2 separate regions of the Sus scrofa genome follow, and region 1 is linked to region 2. A link is a contact called in public Hi-C data. All regions are on one chromosome and are shown on one strand. The core of a region is the stretch at or near the end of the contact, and the rest is flanking DNA. Distances in the headings are between cores, read along the strand shown. Region 1 overlaps ZBTB7C (zinc finger and BTB domain-containing protein 7C). Region 2 overlaps ZBTB7C (zinc finger and BTB domain-containing protein 7C).

The links. A called contact is a pair of places that touch in the nucleus more often than the background predicts.
Region 1: a Hi-C map of omental adipose tissue shows a contact between it and region 2, with 1.9 times the contacts expected there. The contact joins two enhancer-like sites. A contact is called at or near these places in 8 of 47 Hi-C or Micro-C datasets (embryonic fibroblasts, epiblast stem cells, fetal heart ventricle and 3 more).

What each region holds. Positions count from the first base shown.
Region 1 is chr1:97,730,380-97,736,598 of Sscrofa11.1, forward strand. The region is part of intron 3 of ZBTB7C (zinc finger and BTB domain-containing protein 7C); the gene reads right to left. Among named protein-coding and RNA genes, the nearest start is that of SMAD2, 250 kb to the left of the region's middle. Within about 2 kb of position 4,117, at least 16 of the 83 cell types and tissues checked have an H3K27ac peak or open chromatin away from gene starts, as enhancers often do. A contact at or near this core is called in omental adipose tissue, where this site is marked.
Region 2 is chr1:97,611,232-97,617,825 of Sscrofa11.1, forward strand. It overlaps ZBTB7C (zinc finger and BTB domain-containing protein 7C), which reads right to left. Exons shown (of 5, transcript XM_021092801.1): 5 at 1-1,996. The coding sequence ends at 1,345. Among named protein-coding and RNA genes, the nearest start is that of SMAD2, 130 kb to the left of the region's middle. Within about 2 kb of position 3,275, at least 14 of the 83 cell types and tissues checked have an H3K27ac peak or open chromatin away from gene starts, as enhancers often do. A contact at or near this core is called in omental adipose tissue, where this site is marked.

The sequences.
Region 1 (6,219 bases), core at 2,867-5,366, 120 kb after region 2:
GCATAGTATGTGACTTATCTCGATAAAGCTGTTGTTGAAAAAAAATCTTAGAAAAGTTCCTGTTATTTAGGTTCTCCTTAATAGAAGCATCCTCTGCTGGACTTCCCTAGGGCTTGAAAGAAGGTAAGGAATTGGGGGCACTGTCACCTCTTACTTTTACCAAGAGCATCACAAAAGCCAACAGATCTACCAGTTAGCTCCAGAAACAACAGAATTATCAGCCAGCATCCACAGCCAAAAAAGCAAGAGCCCTGTGTGCGTGTGTGCACATACATCTGTGTAGGCAAGGCAGAATTTTTCTGAAGGCCAAGTTCAGTTGTATGATATCATTTGGGAAGGTCACATGTACATTTGCCTCTGGTTTGTATCTAATTTGAAAGAGCCGACATTGACTAAGTACTCTATTATTAGGCAATTTTTCCAGTTCAGTGTCTCGCTATCGCTCTACTCAATTTGTTCAGAGGATGAACTCACTTCTTGACCAATGAAGAACATACCGCCCCATGATCCTGGCCCAGGAAGGGCAGGCTCTGGTTGTGCCAGCTCTCACATTCTGTACCTCATGCGACCAGAGCCAGGCCATCCCTGGGGAAGAGCTCTCACCACCACCACCACCACCCCCAACCCCAGGAGGCTTCCTTCTCACCCCCTGACCTCCTGCAGGTGGAGGGGCTTCAGGGGTGACAAGGAGAGGGAAGGAGGTGCACTCTGGCTGGCCCCCTTCCAAGGAAGGCCCTGATGGAGGGGACCTCCAAAAGGGAACAAAAGGGAGGGAGACAAGAGAGCACACATTCCTCTTTCTCTAAACACAGGCTCGAGATGGACGGAGGAAAAGTTAAATTCTGCTGCAATTTTGAAAGTCATCCTCTGAAGATAAACTCTCACTTCAAAGGAATTACTCATCTCAGTCTATCATGGTAACTTGGGGTCTATCAATATTCAAATGTATTAAGCAATAACCTGCAGACTGTATAGTACAAAGGGCCCATCTCATAACCCCATTCCCCAAGTCATTTTTTTCTCTAAGTCATGAGACATCCAGCAAGTTAAAAATCAAAACAAAAACTAACAAGCGCGCGTGCACACAAAGTTGAGGGGAAAAAAATCCTTGGTGGAAGTTACTATGAGGCGGGCAGCTTCAGAGAGGAAAAAACACAATCTCTGACTAATATGGAGGAGACTCCAAATTGCTCTTGGCAACAATCTTTCAACCCCAGATTTCCCTCCCTCTATTCATCTCCGCAGTTCCCAGCCAAAGGAAAATAAACTGAACTGCGCTCTCTCTCTCTGGGCCAACCTGTAGGGCTGCACGGCTGAGCAAGCGCTGAGCAAACAGACATCCCCATGTAATTATCCACCTGTGTGATTGCTGTAAACATGGGGCAGCCAGGCGGGGGCTCTCTGCTCTTATCAGTCTGATCATCTCATCATCAGGCGAAAGAAAAAAATGCCTTTATTCTGGCACCACGACATCAAAACAGAATGCAACAGACCTCGTGACCTCAAGCCCAAAAGATTTAGGAAGAGTTGGGCAGAGAAGGAAGAGGAAAACCAACCTCCCTGGAAGAGTTGTGTCAATTCTAAAGAAGGAAGGTCTCAGAGCATCCTCAAAGGGGCTTGGCATCAAGGCAAGATTCATCAGTTCACCTTCCTCACAAAAGTGAGAGTTCATTTCAGAGGTAGTTATCTTACACCTATTATACCATTCAAGATGGAAGGAGAGTTAAGAGGCCAAATGTCCTAGAATATTTATGGCTGCTCTGTCTCAAGTATCCATCTGACACTATTTTATTAGGACAGATGTGTTGGCTCAGCTAAAACAGAGATGGACGGGAACATCGGGAAATGGCGCTGTGAGTGGAGATACAGCGGACGGAGCATGATCTTTTCATCTGAGTCCTGAAACACCCTGACAGGTGGGCATGAGCTGTCTGAGAGCTATGGACAGTCAAGAGCCCTGGGTCCTGACTTTGCCACTGAGTCCCGTGAACAAGGACAAGCTTCCCCAACAGTAGGATGGGGGGCTTGGCATTCATTACAACACCAGCCCTGAGGGTATGGAAAGTGCAAATCCCAGCCGCTGAGGAATGAGAAGGATGCATGGTGGGGGCGGGGGTGGGGGGGTTGATGATGCTCTGTGGCAGATCTCAGGCTGGCTGGCACTGCTACTGAGAGGCGACAGTCCTCCTGGAGGCTGCACGGGGCTCTCGTCATCTCTGGGATGTGCCCAAACTAAAGGCTCATCTTGGAACCTGCACCTGTAAATTGATAACCTGAAGAGCAGGGGCTCAGGCATCTTCATGGGCACTGTGCACACTCCGCGAGGTCTCCTCGAGCCAGGGTTCGTCCTTGTGACTGCACGTGGGGACATTCATCATTCCAACCCCCCACTCCTCTTCTTCCCCCAGACCTCCTGCTCCTCCTCCTTCTTCCTGGTCATGCTTCTGTCACACCTTCCTACCTACTGTCTCATTTCATTCACTCAGTACCCATTGAAGGAGGTCCTACTGCTACTCCCAGGGACCAGGCTGGACTTTGCTGACTCCCGGATGCCCCACACTTAGCATGGTGCTTGGAATCACACATTAGACAATACAGTAGTTGTTGGATGAAAGACTGATTGACTGAATGAAAAGAAACTCAGGTTCAAGAAAGCTGACATTGAATGTAACACATACTACTTTGTGTTGGGCAATAAATTATACCAGAGTGCTGGGTTCCTGTTTCCCCACCTCAAGTGTAAGCTTCTGAAAGGTTGGTGGTATGATGGGTAGCTTGGATTCCTGGCTCTGTCCCTAAGGAGCTGGGCAGCTTACTTAACCTCTTGGAGCCTCTATTTCCTCATCTGCAAAGTGGAGCTAATGATTCATAACTGACAAGCAATGTGGGTGAGATAATGTATGTCAAGCACAGTATTGGGCATGCGGCAGATGGCCTCTGAATGTCCTGTCTCTCTCCTCTCTGACCCCTCAGATTCATCTCCTTGAGCTGACATGGGATAAACCTCAAGTTCCCCGACCTCCAGGCCTTTTGCTCTTTTGAGCCTTCCTCCTTCAGGGTCCTGCCCCAGTGCCTCCTCTTATTTAAAGCTTTTCTTGACCTCTCTGGCTGCCAAAGTGGCTCTTCTCAGATCCCAGAGTGGCTCTCCCAGCAGTGTCTCAAGCTTGGCTTATTCTGTGCAAGTCTCATCAATCTGCACCAGATGCCCCTGGTGGGTGGGGGTCAAGCCTGAGTCCTTTCTGCCTCTCCCAACAGGTCTCGCAAGGTGCTTGGTGGGATCCAGGTTCATGAAGTTCTGGAACCCACGCTGGTGGCCTCAGGGCCTGTGTGGCCCTAGTGTCCTATAAGTCTATGTAGGAAGCAGTGGACTCACTGAGCCCCTGGGGCCTCAGTCCCTCCCCTGCGGAAAGGAGGTGATAAGGCCGGTGGTGGCTGACTTTGTGTGGTCCTCAGTGTGGTTGTCTGGGAGGAAACAGTGCCAAACATCACCACCAGAAGCACAGGCTGACCCCAGTCATCTTTTAGGAGGGTAGTTTCTTTTCCCTTTCAGCCCAGGCTGGGCCTTAAGGGGAGAGGGTGGTGCCCAGGCTACTTTCTCTTCCAGGAGATCTATCCAGAGGAGGTCCCTGAACCCTTCTAATCCCTAGGACTTAGCTGGGTGAAGGAGTAGAACTGAAACTTGAACCTGGCAGGGCCTTCGGCCCTTCCTCTCCCTCCCCTTCTACAAAATCTTCTATCCACTCCGGGGGCGGGGGGGGGGGGGGACTTGTCTTTTCAACTACTTCCTTTATATTTTCCTATTTCTGCATTTGGAGGGATTGTAAGGGGTATGCCACCAGCCGGCCAGTGAATCTTGGGAATGGGGCTGCCTCCCGAGCAGAGGCCAGGACCCAGGATTTAGGAAAAAAAAAAAAAAAAAAAAAAGACGGCAGCGGTCCAGGCCCGCAGCCTGGACAACAGAAGCTAGAAACCAGCACTACCAAACCTGAAGGACCTCGGAGCCCTCACCATAGACACGAAGAAAACCGCGCCCACCCTCATCGCTCAGTGCCTGAGTGTGTAAGGGTGTGTAAGCTCTTTCCGGAGTCCCTCCCAGGTCAGCCCGCAGCCGCTGAGCCCCGCTGCAGGAACCTGGCGCTCGGGAGGGTTATCCGAGCGGGGGCGCACGGAGCCGGCCCGTGCCACCCCGACCCGGCCGCCTCGGGAGCTCCGGGACCCAGGCTTTGCTCCACGACCCACCCGCACCCACGTCGGAACGCAGGGAAGGGTCCTCATCCACCGGGCTTTGCCGGCAATTCAACCCTTGGACCGCGACTGGGCTCCCTCCGGCTCGTCCAGCCACTTCTGCCAATCCCCCTTTTATTTTCTGCCCGTGTTCTGACTTCTCCAAGGAGTTGCCTTGGCTTTTGTCCCCACCCCACCCCCCAAGTTTTGCATCAGACACGGGGCCTGGGGGGGGGGGGATCAAGCTTTTTGAGGGGGAGGGTTAGTTGAAACTAACCATGTGTCTATTGGCCACCACCTTCCCGAGTGCCCCTCGCACTCTTCGATGTCCCCTCTCCCCCACCCCGAAACTGCCGCGACGGCCACGGGGCGCTGAGAACGTGAGCAGAGTTGCTGTATAATTCCGAATCCCTGATTCTTTCGGGCGTTTCGATGGGGGGTAGGCGGCCACGCACCCCTGACTTAGCGCCAGGGCCCAAGCCCCGCTTTCCCCAGCACGCTCGGCTGCAGCCCAGGAGCTGCTTTGAAATTCCTTGCAGACGCCGCCACTCAAGCCCGGCGAGCGCCAGTTGGAGCCGCCACCCGGTCCGGGGGTCCCCGCCGCGCGGAGCGCGAACGCCCGCAGCGCCCGGGGAGGGGACGCTGACTCTCGGCGCCCCAGGGGCCTCCCCTCCACCCTCCTCCCCACAAGGCCGCCGCTGGGGGTCCTGAGCCCATCCCACCTTGCTCCCGGACGAGGCCGCCGCAGACCCACCTTGCCGCCCCGGAGATGCCGCGCTCGTGCCCGGGCGGTGTCCTGAGCGCCGCCAGGGTCCCGGGCTGGGAATCCACGCGGCAGCGCTGCTCAGGGGAGCCTGCCGCAGCCGGCGGGAGGTTGTCATTGATTCGTGCTGGGCGAGTTAAGCCATTCCAGGAGTGGTTTTGAGAGAGCACTCCCACCCCTCCCTCCAACCAGAAGTATTTGGCAGGCAGCCCCTTTCCGTCCACCTGTACTGTTCAGCGCGGGACAAGGACCAATTGCACCAGTCGCGTTCTTCGCCTCACTTTCTAACACGCGAAGTTAGCCCTTTCGTAAAGGTAAAGCAGAAATGAAAGCAAGGGTGGTGGATGAGGTCCCCTCTCGCCGCCACTTTTCTCCTGGGTCTTTCCGTTTGTTTACTAATTTTTTTCTCTAATGTTTTACAAGATATCTTACCATTTATCCGAAATCAGGGACGGCTTTTCCCTGTTATTTTGTTCTTCAATTCTGCGAATCTTTTTAGAGGCAATTTTATTTCCATTTCTGAATCCTGATCCCAATAAAATTACTGGAATTATATGCTTTCTCCTTAAAGGGTTGTGAGTGTCACTTACCAAATAAAACACTGCACAGCGGGCATTCAAGTAGCAAATTAAAAAAAAAAAAAAAAAAAAAAAAAAGAGGGACATGCAGGAAGGAGGCACAGAACTATGGCTCCCTCCTCTGGGGTGCCCAGGGGAACTTGACACAGGGGAAGTCAGGGGACCTGAGGTGGGGGCCCCCAGGGATGCTCCTCCCCAGCAACAAACACAGTATCACCAGGCTCTCCTTGGCTTTGTCTCCTTTCAAAGACTGACTCAGAAATGCCAACCAGAGACAATAGTCCACATCTGGGGTGGGCCAGCCACCAATCCCAGAGAGGTGCGGTGGGAGCGCCCTCTCCTAGGCTGTTCCTTAAAACCACACACCACGACCTGCTTGAAAACTGCCAGCTGGGAGGCCCCTGCTACTGTCAGGCCCCCTCCTCAGGAACTGTCCTTCACCTGGGGGTGGGGGTGGAGGGGAGACTTCATTAACTCCCTGGTACCCAAGTTGGGCTGTTCTCAGAAATGGGGGAGAAGCCTGAGGGAGTCCTTCTTCCCTGGTGACCAGCTGCCAGGTGTGCAATGGAGAATCAGCAGAAAAAAATGAGATCTGACGTTCTCCTGTAGGTTAAGGCTCCAGCCTGGACACTGCAGCAGCTGTGACAAGGGTTA
Region 2 (6,594 bases), core at 2,025-4,524:
GGGAGAGACCAGGAAGGCACTGGGTTAGCAGAGTCGTCTTCTTTCTCAGGATCTGCTCCACACTGGAGAGTGTGCGGACAGCCCTTGCTCAGAGCCCTCCATCCCAGGCTGGAGCCAGGCTCTGACTCCCCACACCAGTCACCCAACTTCCTCGCCAGGGGATGGAGGTGGGGGGCAACGTTAAGGGTGTTCAAACACAGCAATGCCAAAGTCCTGAGAAGCCCACAAAACTAGAAAGCAAACAGATATCTGGGTAGCTGGTCGTTTTGTCTGTTCCCAGGCAGAGATCAGGTAGATGGAGGCGTTTGCCAGGTGTTAAGAAGTGGTCCCCATACCTTCTATACTGACTCCAGGAGTCCTGCAAGACTCCTTATGGCGTTGGAGGGAGCCTGTGGAAGTGGGGACAATGCTAAATGTCCCCAGACATGCACAGAGGCCTGCCCAGAGGAGAGGGGAGGATTTGGAGCTCCCCAAAGCTGCCTGGGAGCTGTGGACAAGCCCCACTCCAGCCCTCTCCCTCTGCCACCCCTGTTGAGTTTGGCCACATTTCTCACCTGTGCTAACGTAGAGGTGGATGTCACACAACTAAGCCCAGTAAGACAGAAAGGGTAACCAGGGACATTAGGAGGGCAAAGCTGCAACCCTCTCAAGGCTTCTCTTTGGGAGGGGTGGGCATGTAGAAGTGTAGGGGTGGATGGTAGAAAGGAAATGAAATCACCAGCCCCTTTTCCCAGCAGGGTGAAACTGGGGTACCCAGGGCTGACTTGTTCAAGGTCACAGGACAGGGAGGGAAGAACGGGCCAGGACTCCAGGAGCCTTGCTCCTGACTCCAGGAGGTCTCCCTGCCAATAGGAACTTTCCCCTAAATATCCCAGGGCTGCTGGAAACTGGAACAATGACTTAAGGGCACAGGATTAGCAGGACCTCTGTCACAGAGAGTGGGGCTCACCAGATGTGTGCCTCAGGGCCTGACCTTCAACCCCATTCCATCCCCCTGCCTCTGACCAAACCACCTCCTCCATCTAGCCTCACCCAGCTCCAAAGTGCTCCCAGGCACACAGCCTGGGGCCCCCTCTGTGGCCTGGGCCCTTGTAGGTTTCCGCGTGAGGGCAGAGAGTCAGCCAGGGAGAGGTCAGGCCTGCTGGGAGGAGATGCCCATCTCAGACACCAGCAAAAGGGAGGCAGCTGCCTCAGGAGGCCCAGAAAATATCAGGGCTGCTGGTATTTTTTTCCTTTTTCTTTTGTGATTTTGAAATATAAAGTTCAAACCCATTGGATGGGGCGGGTGGGCCTGGAAGGGAAAACTGGACAGGGAAGCAGGGCTGGGGTTGACCGAGGACCAGCCTAGTTGTTGGCTTCAGACATGGAGGCCACGTGGTTGAGGCCAGCGAGCCCGGGGAGGCCGGCCAGGCCCGCGGCCCAAGGGTCGGGCAGCGGGAAGTAGGGCCGCGCGGCGGCCACGTTCTCGGCCAGCGCGAAGGCCAGGAGGCCCCCCGCGTTCCGCTCGGCCTCGAGCTGAGCGCGCCCGAACAGCTTCATCTGCGTCTCCTCGAACTGGCGCTCCAGCTCCTGCAGGCTCAGCGTGCCCTTGGGCGCTGCCAAGAAGTGCTTGGCTGGGCTGGGACCGGGGAGGCACACGGCGGCCCCGCCCAGGTGGCCGCCCACGTCGCCCAGCGCTGGCGGCATCACGAAGGCCGCCTTCTCCGGGGCCGGGCCCCCAGGCCCGAAGAGCAGGCTGGCGGCCCTCCAGGCGGCAGGCTTGCGGCCGCGCCGGGGCCGGGCCATGCGGCAGCTCTGGCGCTTGATGTGGCGGTGCAGGTGGTCGGAGCGCGTGAAGCTCTTGTAGCAGAACTCGCACTGGTAGGGCCGCACGCCCGTGTGGATGCGCATGTGGTTCTTGAGGTCGTAGTTGTGCACGAACTTGGCATTGCAGTGGATGCACAGGTAGGGCCGCTCGCCCGTGTGCTTCCTCATGTGGATCTTCAGCTTGTCCTGCCTGCAACGCAGAACCCGAGTCAATTGGTGGGGAAACCCGGAAGCCACTCCACACTCTTTACTCCCCTTCCTCCAGAACTGGCTAAGGCTCCCTACTGCCCGTGGTGTCAATTTCCAGGAATGGGACCCCTAGGATTTAACCTCCAGCTACTGTGCCACCCTAAAACAGCTGTGGCTCCTTCCCTGAATTAGAGAGCAGAGCAGGAGCTGGGTCCTGAAAGGCTCCTGCCACTCCAGAGGGTCTTTGTCAATAAGGTCAGAGTAATGAAGCAGCCACTCTACCAGGTCCTGTCTCCTAGACTGGAAAATAGACTTGCTGGGACATATGCCCCCGAAAACTATTTTCATTAGTCCGCCAATGGGGCTACCGCTTCTGATACTGGCATGCGCCTTCATTTCACGTCCACTCTCTCCAGGCAATGGGGTCTTCCCTCCAGGTTCGCCCTGGTCCCATTCCAGCCCCTGGGCTGTTGAGACCTGTCTGCCCTCAGCACTAATCTGGGAGGCTTTGGGGACCTGGCACACCTTGTTCAAGTCTCCTGCATTGTGGTTTTTAGCCCCGGCCCTGGGCTCTCCTCTTTGTCTGCAGACAATTCCAGGGCTTACAAAAGAGCCAGGTGCAACAAGAATGCAGCCTAATCGAGGGCACAGCTTTTCAGGGTTTAAGCGGTATTATTCAGAGGTAAGGTATGAGGTGGGGGTGCGGCTCCCCCCTAGGGGGGTGTGGGAGCCCCTGATCCAGCTGCAGACCCACCGCACCCGTGTGCTGGGTGACCTCAGGTGACTTACTTAACCTCTCTGCACAGAGCTGAACCTAGTGCTCGATGTCAATTCCTGTGGTCCAGGGCTGATGGGGGAGAATTTGGGTTTGTGTTGAGCTAGATTCAACACTCCTCTGAGGGGCGAGGTGGGGGGGCTTGAAAGGAAAACTGACATCACAGGGTTGTTTTCATAAATACTGAAGGCTGCATAAGCCAGCTAAAGGAGCCTTTCAGCCTGGCCAAGGTAGAGTCAGCTGGGCTGCGAGAACTCTCAGGATCCTTCTGCAGCCTTCCCTGACTAGGCCCGGCAGGCCAGGAAGCTGTTTCCAACCTCCCGCAGGTGTGGCTTGGGTGGAGTGGTGGCCTGTAATTTTTGGCTCGGGTTGGAGGTTAGAGCAGATGTGGAGCCCAGGCAACCGCCCTAAAATGGCCAGATTTAAACCACACTCAACATAAACCCAGGACAGCAGGAGCAGGTCCTGGTGTCTGGTGTCTCCCCCACCCCGGCCACTAGAGGTCTCACTGGTTCTCATTTTCCAACTAATTCCCCAGGGGCGCGGCAGGAGACAAATGGACCTTCCTGTGTACATTACAGGGATCAGGGGAGAAGGACCAAGAGGACAGATCTGTTCCTCCCTGCACTCGCTCGGGGCGGGGGCGGGGGCAGCTGGGAGATGGGGGAATGGAGAGTGGGGTGGGCAGGGAAGAGGAAGCCAGCACTGCTGCCTGAGGCTGCCTGGTGTCCACACGCCCTCCCTTCTTCCTGTCCCTGCCCTTCCCACAACCCACCAGCTGCCCCTAGGCTGTACAGTGCCCTGCTGCGGCATCCCATGAACCGCCCCCTCCCCCCAGCCAGCATGCTGCTTGTATGGTGTCTGTAACCCACAGGTCATTGGATTGTTGAGTAGGAAGGGGCCTTAGAGAGCATCCAGGCCAGTGGGTCTCAAACCTGATGACCATTATCAAAGTCATTATCAGGGTCTGATAAAACACAGAGTGCTGGGCCCCACTCCCAACAGCCTGAGTCAGTGGGTCTCTGGTTGGGGGCCGGGGGAGGAGAGCAGGGAATTTGCTTTTCAAACAAGTTGCCAGATGCTGCTAGGTTAAGCCTTGGGCCTAGGTTAAGCCTTCCCTTGGCTGATGGGCAAACTGAGGCCCAGAAGGGGAAGTCGCTAAGGTCACCATGAGGTTAATGGCAGAGCTGGGACTAGAACAGTCCAGGGCTCTTTCCTCACCACTGCACTGGGACCTGTGTGGAAATTTAGGGGTGGGGTGCAGAGTGCTCTCTGTACCCTTAGAGTGATGCTGTACAGTCCCGAGGAACGTGTCCTAATGCCACACATTTGCTCAGGCTCTGATGGAAACACTGGTACTAGGTGGTTGGCTAGGCTCACTCACTGGCTGTGGGATTCACATTCTCACTGGGGCCTGGTGGAGGCCTGAGCTGAGAGTAACTGGTGGGGCTTCAAATACATCATCTCGTTCAGTTCTCACCATAAACTTATAAGGTCGATTTTTAAAAAAATCACTACTACGTAATTACATAATCACTATTATAGTGGTTCCTTCAAAAAACTAAAAACAGAGCTATCATATGATCCAGCAGTCCTACTCTTGAGTATATATATCCAGAGAAAACTATAATTTGAAAAGATACAGGCACCCCAGTGTTCGTAGCAGCACTATCTACAATAGCCAAGACATGGAGGCAGCCTAAATGCCCATCCACAGATGAATGGATTAAGAAAATGTGGTACATATATACAATGGAATATTACTCAGCCTTAAAAAGCATGTAAAAATGCCATTTGCAGCAACATAGATGGACCTAGAGATTATCATCTTAAATGAAGTAAGGCAGACAGAAGAAGACAAATATCATACGATATTGCTTATATGTGGAATCTGAAAAAAAAAAAAAAGATACAAATGAACTTGTTTCCAAAAAGGAGTTTCCATTGTGACGCAGCAGAAATGAATCTCACTAGTATCCATGAGGACTTGGGTTCAATCCCTGGCCTTGCTCAGTGGGTGGGGGATCTGGTGTTGCAGTGAGCTGTGGTATAGGTCACAGATGTGGCTCAGATCCCGTGTTGCTGTGGCTGTGGTGTAGGCCGGCAGCTGAAGCTCTGATTTGATCCCTAGCCTGGGAGCTTCCATATTGCAATGGATGTGGCCCTAAAAAGCAAACAAGAACAACAACAAACCAACTAACCAAACAAAAAAGCAAAACTCCCCCAAAACAAAAAACCAAAAAACAAAACAGAAAAAAGACTCACAGACATGGAAAACAAATTTATGGTTACCAAAGGGGAAAGGAAGAGGGAGGGATGAATTAGGAGGTTGGGATCAACAATATACACGCTACTACACTACTACGTAGGGGAGTGAGAGCCAGCGAGGACCTGTTCTATAGCACAGGGAACTATACTCAGTATTTTGTGATGCCCTATAGGGGCTGAGACTTTGAAGAAGAATATATATATACATATAACTGGATCGTTGTGCCATGCGCCTGAAACTGACATGATATTATAAATCAACTCTACCTCAATAAAAAATAATTATTTAATCAAAAAATCATGATTACGTATATTTAATAGTTGACCCGAGGGTCACTCTCAAATAATGGACAGTGCAAATGGTAAATCTTCAAATGTCAAGGGCCTGCTTTAAATATGCATTGCTTCTCCTGAGCTTTTCATTAGGGCAGCTAAAATAAATCACACTTCAGCGGTGTTTGGCCCAAGTGTGTGAAAAGTGCTGAGAAGGTGGCTATAACTTTCTCACCTTGAGCGCCTGCTCTGGACAGGAGAATACACACTCTCAGTGGCCTGGAAGGGCATTATTCAGAGGCAAGGCATAGTGCAGGAGAGGGGTCCCCATTAAGGGTGTGGGAGCCCCTGTTCCAGCTGCAGACCCTGCACCCCCCCAACTTGCTGGGCGACCTTTAGGTAAGTGACTTAACCTCTCTGTGCAGAGTTGAACCTAAGGCTAGATAGGAGAATCTGGGTTTGAGTGAATTTGATTCCACACACCTGCAATAATTTCCTCACTTGGACTGAGGAAGAGCTGGGGCCTCCAGGAAGTCAGACAGCTTTCCCAAAGTTATCAGCTGGTGAGGGACAGAGGAACTTAGAGGACTAACTAGGGCATGGTTTGTTTGCAAGCTCTTCTGAAGATTTTTTTTTTTAATTAGAGTTGATTTACAATGTTGTGTCAATTTCTGCTGTACAGCATAGTGACCCAGTCATACATATATAAACATTCTTTGTGTGTGTGTGTGTGTGTGTGTGTGTGTGTGTGTGTGTGTGTGTGTTTGTCTTTTCTAGCACCGCACCTGCGGCATATGGAGGTTCCCAGGCTAGGAGTCGAATCGGAGCTGTAGCCTCCAGCCTACACTAGAGCCATAGCAACACAGGCTGGGCTGCACCATTTTCAGAGAGTGTTTGCATCTGGGTAATGGGTTACTACTGAATCTTTTTCTGGCTGGTTGGCTTCATCTATTATGGCTCTTCAACCCTTGTTTTTTTACGCATCTGATCTGCTGGCAGAAGCAGCATGAATGAAGTTGGAATGTTCCAGCCTGACTCTCAGGCGCTGAGCTCTTAGTCACTTTCCTTCAGGATTGGGGATCCAGTGGTCTCCCTTAAAATCTTCCCTGGGGTCTCCCACCATCCAATGGCCCACGTGCTAACTCACCCCTCGGCATGGTTTCAAGTCTCCTTACCAGCTCACCCTTCCCAGTTTTAAGAGGACTAAGATCTGAGGGCCCCTGGTGACTTCAGCTAACGATACTGTGTTGTCTCCTTGAAAGTTGCTAGGAGAATAGAGCTTA